Regions from separate parts of the Zea mays genome. Here region 2 is linked to region 1. A link is a contact called in public Hi-C data. All regions are on one chromosome and are shown on one strand. Each heading gives the region's core, a stretch centred on a gene start, on an enhancer-like site or on the middle of the called end of the contact. The rest is flanking DNA. Distances are from core to core; before and after follow the strand shown.

Region 1 (3,626 bases), core at 700-3,199:
TGTCAGGGCACAAGAAGATTGCTCCAGCAGCAAACATTTGTAACAACAAGTGCTATATTCTTTATGTCCCTGGGCCCACATGTCAGGGCCCAGTACCTTTGTGCATGCCCCCCTTCGGCAATAAAAGGGGAGGCATGCGACGTTACAAAAAAGATCCAATCTTAGGCTCACTCAGACACTCACAAGTTCATACAAGCTCTCAAACAATACATCACACGGTGGAGTAGGGTGTTACGCTCCGGCGGCCCGAACCACTCTAAATCCTTGTGTGTTCTTGTGTTCTTCCCGTTTTCCCGACTAACAAACAAAACGTCTAGGCCCCTCCTCATCTTAGGATTTAGGGCGGGTGCACTCCACCACCCGGCCGGAGATTTGCTCTCCGACAGTGGCCAAGTTCCCAGTTCCCGGTTACTAAGGGAGGGCCCATGGCTGCTGCTACTGCAGCCCCTCCTTGGACCTCCTTAGGCCCTGACACCATACAGTTACCAATTAACAATAGGACACAATTTATTTATTTATCTGTAATTCTGGTAAGAATGCATTTGAGTGTGATGCCTAAGATCCACACAGTTGTAACAAAAGGGCATTCCCATTCCATCTTCCACCTTTCCTAGTCTCTTCTTTCCCTAAAGATCCTTGATCAAAGAGGTCTTTCTAATAGCATGAAAAGTCGAAATGTTGTCACTGGGATGGGGGAAGCTAGTCAGTACTTATGCACAGAAAGGTGTTCTAGCCCAGTGCATATGGAGATATTTGGAAAAATGCACGTGCCAACATGTGGCTTCGCTAAAATGCGGCATCAATCAGTGACACTGGATACTGCTTTCACAGCAGAAGTTTGTCTGTGAAGTTTAAGCGAGTCATCACTTATCATTTGCATAATTAATTGGCACATATTTCTAGTGATACTTGAACTGAACAAAATGTTGCATCGCACCCATACCACGGAAATCGCATCTGGGTGCTCCTCCTTCAGATCATCAAGAACCATGTCGACCACCTGCAAAAACATAAACTCTCAAACAAAAAGTAAACTACAGTTCCACACTGCACTACAGAGTGCGAATCTGCAATTGCAGACTTGCGCATTTCATCAAACAGCATGCGCTGCAGCAATCAGAAAAGGATATGCAACCAGTTAAGGGACCCCACCGCTGCTTTTCCACACCCGCGGGGACCCAAGAGGAGGACAGAATTGTTGCAGGCCTCGGAGACCGAGCTGGCGACGAGGTACTTCAGCTTGCTGCCCAGCTCAAAAGGAGGCCGATTAGCAAAATTGCTTCCGGCGAGCTACGCGGCCGGTACAGGTATCGATTCGGCTCACCTGTAATTAGTGTCCAGGGAGCTACTGAGGGCGGAGTGGATGAAGACCGGGTCGCAGAGCCGGCTCCGAAGCACGGCCTGTGCTTGGCTCGGCAGGGACACCGCTGCCACCATAGTGGCGGAGGATTCGCGTCTAGGCGGAGCTGGGGTATCTGAATGGTTAATAATCTGAACAATGGAGAAACATTGTGCATCAGCATACATCTCGAGCAATAGGACTAGACAAGTAGACAACATCAACTTACATCAACACAGGAACTGACAGATTTAAACTCAACAAGATCTAAACCATACGGGAGGAGAAGTACTGGACTTCAGTTCACTAACCTGACCGGCGAACTGGAGGGACGGTGGCCTGCAGCCTGCAGCGGACTGGTTCGCGGGTGGTCTGGGGCGGTGGGACCTGCGGCCTGGCGCCTGGGCAGAGAGCCAGCGACCGGGAGGCCAGGGCGCCGGGCAGGCAGCCTGGGCAGACGGCCGGACGGAGGGATGGCAGTATGGCACTGGCAGCCTGTGCGGGCACCGGCGGGCAGGCGACAAGGGACGGGGCCAGGGGGCACGCCCTCACGGACGTCGTGCAGCCGAGAGGGGCAGCGGCCGGCGGCTGAGTTTTTCTTTTTTCTTTTTGGAACGACGCTGCTCGAAGACTGCCTTCGTCTTTTGGTACCCGTGTGAGATGTAGAGCTTGTTTCGAACCACATAGTTTTTAAAAAATTAATTTATAAAAATTGAGATGGTTTTAAACATATCAGTTTATACATCAGTTTATAGAAATTGGATTCACAGTTTCTTAAAAACCAAAAAGTTATCCTTCCTAACTAAAAAATAAAAAATGTTTTCTTTAAAACTAAGTTACTTCCAAACAGTACCATAACCTAGTGGTATCTACTCGCTATCCCGTTATCGAAAATGGATCCCAGTCTTCTTCTCGAAAGTGTTGGTAGGGTTCCTCTTGAGTTCTTCATTCCTCATCCGTGCTCCTCTTCTCATCTCATCCATCGCCGCCTGTGTGTTGATAAAATTCTAGAGAATCTTGAAATGACTTCATTTGAATGCCAGACATCTTGAATGAAGCATGTGATGAAGATGAAAGGAAATGTGCTCTTGCGTCATTTCTAGTTGTTTTGGTGATTAAATGTCCAACACACCACTTTAAACTAACACTCTTGATATGAGCATGCGCACATGTTTAGAGAAAGCAAATTAAAGATAAGGAGTCCAAATTAATTGAATTGAAAGGCCAAAAGTGCAACTTTGAGTAAAGCTACAAAAACATGAGGTTTAAGTACTTAAATAAGTTGCACATGCATTATACTATGTTTCTTGCACCTTTGATTTGCTTCTAGCTCCTTTGCGAAGAAAAGTGGCTTTTGGACTTAGTAGTGAGCATAATGCAAATCCTGGTGAAGAGAAGTGAGAAAGGTATTGTCGGCGTTTCGAGACAGGGGGGTCCCTAAGCCGACGAGTGAGTGTGCTGCGTGCCCCAGCCCAGATGGGTCGAGCGCGTGGGCGAGCGCGAAGGGGGGAGAGGCGAGGTGGCCGGAGTCGAGCGTGAGAGAGGTGGAAGTCCCGCGGCCTTCGTGTTCGTCCCGCGCCCAGGTCGGGTGCGCTTGCAGTAGGGGGGTTACAAGCGTCCACGCGGGTGAGGGAAGCGAGCGGCCCCAAGAGAGCGCCTGTCCCGTCCTCGGTCCCGCGCGGCCAACCTTTTCTGAGAAGGCCCTGGTCCTCCCTTTTATAGTCGTAAGGAGAGGATCCAGGTGTACAATGGGGGGTGTAGCAGAGTGCTACGTGTCTAGCGGAGGGAGAGCTAGCGCCCTAGGTACATGCCAATGTGGCAGCCGGAGAGATCTGGGCACCCTGCTGGCGTGATGTCGTGGCTGTCGGAGGTGCAGCGGAGCTTGGCGGAGGGACAGCTGTTGGAGCGGTCGAGTCCCTGCTGACGTCGTCCTGCTTCCGTAAGAGAGCTGGGGGCCGCCGTCGTCATAGAGCTCGTGGAGCGCCATCATTGCCCCTCCGGCGGAGCTGGCCGGATGAGACGCCGGTCTTGTTCTCCGTGACCCGAGTCGATTCGGGGTAGGATGATGATGGCGCCTCCTGTTGACGTGGCGGTCTGTGCCCTAAGCAGGGCGACGTGGGGGTTCCTCCGAAGCCGAGGTTGAGTCTGCCTCCCGTTGTCGTGGCCGAGCCCGAGCCAAGGGGTCGGGCGAGGCGGAAGTCGTTCGGCCGAGGCCATGGCGGAGTCCGAGCCCTGGGGTCGGGCGAAGCGGAGTTTCGTCGTCTTCCGGGTCTTAGCCCGAGTCCGA
Region 2 (3,626 bases), core at 316-2,815, 64 kb after region 1:
CGAACTAGCTCGCTTGGGTGCCATCGCGGGTTGTTTGTTCGTAGCACGAACGGTGGGCGCCAAACGTTGGTACTTGCTTTTCTGGGCAAGTAGATCCAACGGGAAAGTGGAGAGTGAGTTTGCAAAGTTTAACGGGGAATGGCAATAGCTCTGTTAATCTGGCATCTCAAGGGCACTGTACGGGGGTATTTATAGGCACCCGAGTGTCCACTGTCCTCTGGCAAGGACATTTATGCCCTCGGGTACCCAGACTATCCTCATAATATTCCCACAAGATGAGGTTACAGACCGTTATTACAGAAAAGGCTATTATGGATGAGGCTCGTAACATGCTTATCCGCGCGGGGCCCGTTACAGTGGACCGAATCCCACATGGGCCTCCGGACACGATGAAGACGTGGGACTAGCAGACTTCGTCAGAGCCTTCCCTTCGTCTTGCAATGGAGAGGACGAAGGGCGACCACGCCGGTCCTCATCTGACCGGCGCCCTTGGCTCGCTCGGGCACGGTCTTCGTTGGTGTAGCGAGGCGACGAATGCATCGAGCGAAGGGTAGCGTCTTCGTATTCGCCCCAACAAGACCTCCGTGTGCGTGGATCTTCCTGTTATGTTAGGCTTGAATGATTTCTCATGGCCCATATATAACAGCCCACTAGTAGACGAGATACGAAGAAGAGAAAGAGACACGCACATGAGACAAAAGTTCACGACAAACATGTGTAGCCAAGAAAATTGTTGCTTTATAGGGTAGAAAACCGTTCCATACCTAAGTTACGTCGGGGTACGTCGTCCGGGATCATGCTTGTCTCTACGAATCTATCGTCCCCAAGAGGTATGTTTATTTCTATGAATCGGACATTTGAAATTGTGGATCCACATTGCTCGTACTCGTACATACGTACGTACCGCGAACTTCTATGACTGTAGTAGTACCACTTCTCCATGTGGTGATAGTAAATGTATAATGCATAGCTGAAAACATTCATAGAATTGAGCTGAAAACCAATAGACCACTTCTCTTCGCCTTTATGTTTGAGATCTAAAATAATAAAAAAGTGATATAAAATAAGTAAATCAAACTTAGTAATGCTCACTGCCTAACTGCCTTAGCTCCAGTTTTTCACAGTGATTACAAATTGCAATTAATAATACACTCGAATGGAAAAAAGCAATTAACCGATACTCCTAGCTTATATATTGGATTCACAGTTGCTGCCTTGCTGAAGACTCCAAATGCAGAAAGCAGCCGCTCAGAAGATGTGGAGCAAGCCGGCCCACGGCCCCGCCCACGTGACGAGAGCAGGCGCAGCGCCCCGCCGGAGAAGCAGCCGGAGGAGAGCGATGCCGATGCGCGGCAGCCGGCAGGTGAGAAAGATTGAGCTATTGGGCCGGGCCATCGTGGTAAAGGAGGGAGAGAGCGTAGAGGTAGGCCTCCTTGGACGAGCGCGCAATCATTTTCGTGTAGTTTTCTTTTGTTTGTGTGGCGCGCGCGCGGAAGGTACTGGACGAGGGCCGCAGCTGACGGTGGACGATAGAGGCCCAGCTACTGGGTAGTCCAGTACCGACTGCTACGGCCCATGGTGCTGCACTATAGACCTGAGTCCTGACTGTGCAGTCCGTGCGAGCGGCTTGTGCACTATAGACGAGTGACACAAGAGTCTGAAGACTGGAGTAGAGCGGCCGGAACGCAACACGACAGACGATGTTGTCGTGCAGGCTGCATGAGATGACAGCGATGAGGGCTTCGAGGCAACGAGGCGCCGGTCGGTAGCAGAGCAGAGCAGGGCATGTCACAACTCACAGCAGAGCGGACGGAAAGATTGATCATATGCACTTGGATTTTGAGCGGTTATAAAACTATATTATATACAATCTCCAGTACAAGGGTTCCTTTGAACCACATGAATTTTACGCACAGGATTTGTTCCAAGGAATTTTATATAAAATAACAACTGAATATTACAGAAAAAACAGAGAAATAGAAAAGAATCTCATTTTCCAAACAATCCGCTTGTAAAGGACTCAGAAATTTTAAATTTGACGGTTACCTATATAGAAAATATTATTAAGATTATATCTTTAAAAATATTACAAACGTATATTTTCACGGATATAGATATTTACTACACATTTATAGATATAAATATTTTTTATAACTGTTTAGTTAGATCTAAAATTTTTAGTTGAGAGGTGCTGTTATTTTGGGGAAACGCGTAGGAGTATGATGCATAGGGAGGCTCCAACACTTTCTTCCTTCTTTTTTCGCGGCATTCTGATTTGATGCTGGTGCCATGCGCATATACTGACATGTGGTAGTAGGCTACAGCTAGGGATGAAAACGGTCGAAACGGTATTTATTCGGTAATCAGTTTTTTAGTCGTTTTTCTTTGATTGAGAATAAATAAGATATAGAATCTACAATACAAATTTGTATTCTTGTTTTTAACATCCAGCTTGTAAAGATTCATAAAAGGTAAACCTCAAATTCATCCTATATTTTCTCAAATAATAGATATAAACTTCGGTATGGATTCGGAAACAAATTCGGTAATTTTTTTCAACGTTTCGTGTTGTAGGGAGCAAATAATACATAAAACAATTTGTGTAATATTTTATTCATATTTATACTAATGTGCTTGATAACATAAGAAAAGATCAACATTAAATTTTATGCATATCTATTTTAAAATATTAAATTTGTTCTAACAGTTTCGATTACCGCTTTCATCCCTAGCTACAGCTACTGGGTCCATCGTGACAGAATCAAATGAGCGTTGTCGATCGGTGATTAGTTCAACCATTCTAGTACTACCGTGGCGTCCGTTCCAACGAAAAAAAAGGCGACGCGAGGCGCAACCAGCCGCCGGGTCGTGGTGGAACGGATGCGCTGCGACTGCGAGCACATGGCAATGGCCTGCACGCCGACCGAGAGGCGAGAACCGCAAGGTTCTCTCTCCCTGTCTGTCTCCCAGTCCCAGAGGGCGCGTGCGGGGGGCTCTCACTGGCGGAGGGCCCGCCGACGCCGCACGCGCCGCTCGTGTGTCGCGCGCCGTGGCCTGCCCCGCCGTGTGCATGCGGGTTTTCTTATTGGCCCTCAAGCGTTGAGTGCTCAATGATTGACTTGGTTACCGGGATGAGTGGATTAGCAGTCCCACCGGCTTCCATGTTAGGGGACATATGGATCCTTTAGTCTAAACTTTTAGTTAGATCATATTAGATACTTAAGTCAACTAAATAATTAAATGTAATTCGATTATAAAATCAATTACAGAATTCATAGTTAAATCGAAAGACAAATAAATCTCAATTAATCTATAGTTTTTCCACACTGCTACATCAAACATGCGCTGATTATGGTTTTATTAGGCTTGATAGATTTATCTCGTGAATTAGTCATGACTTATGCAATTAGTTTTTAGCTAAAGTTCAGTCCTAATTGATAACAAAATATTTATGTGGTCCCGAGTAAAGTTTAGTCAACTATGAAACATACATCTTATTTTGAGAAAGTTACTTGTGTAGTGTTTGGTTGGAGAGTATCATAGGATGGAGTCGTTCCGTTCCAATATATAGAGCGTTTGGTTTGATTCTATATAGAAACGAGATACTCCAAAAGAAGAATATTCCT

The links. A called contact is a pair of places that touch in the nucleus more often than the background predicts.
Region 2: a contact with region 1 is called in a Hi-C map of leaf, with 5 times the contacts expected there. The contact joins the enhancer-like site here to the promoter of LOC541939 in region 1. A contact is called at or near these places in 5 of 25 Hi-C or Micro-C datasets (ear, endosperm, leaf and 1 more) and 1 of 3 datasets of contacts at active chromatin or transcription factors (leaf).

The regions. Positions count from the first base shown.
Region 1 is chr3:213,497,815-213,501,440 of Zm-B73-REFERENCE-NAM-5.0, forward strand. It overlaps LOC541939 (origin recognition complex subunit 4), which reads right to left and starts at 1,950. Exons shown (of 16, transcript NM_001158375.2): 1 at 1,651-1,950; 2 at 1,325-1,491; 3 at 1,153-1,243; 4 at 944-1,000. The coding sequence starts at 1,437.
Region 2 is chr3:213,562,491-213,566,116 of Zm-B73-REFERENCE-NAM-5.0, forward strand. No RefSeq gene overlaps it. Among protein-coding and RNA genes, the nearest start is that of LOC541939, 65 kb to the left of the region's middle. Within about 2 kb of position 1,566, at least 19 of the 20 cell types and tissues checked have an H3K27ac peak or open chromatin away from gene starts, as enhancers often do. A contact at or near this core is called in ear, endosperm, leaf and 1 more, where this site is marked.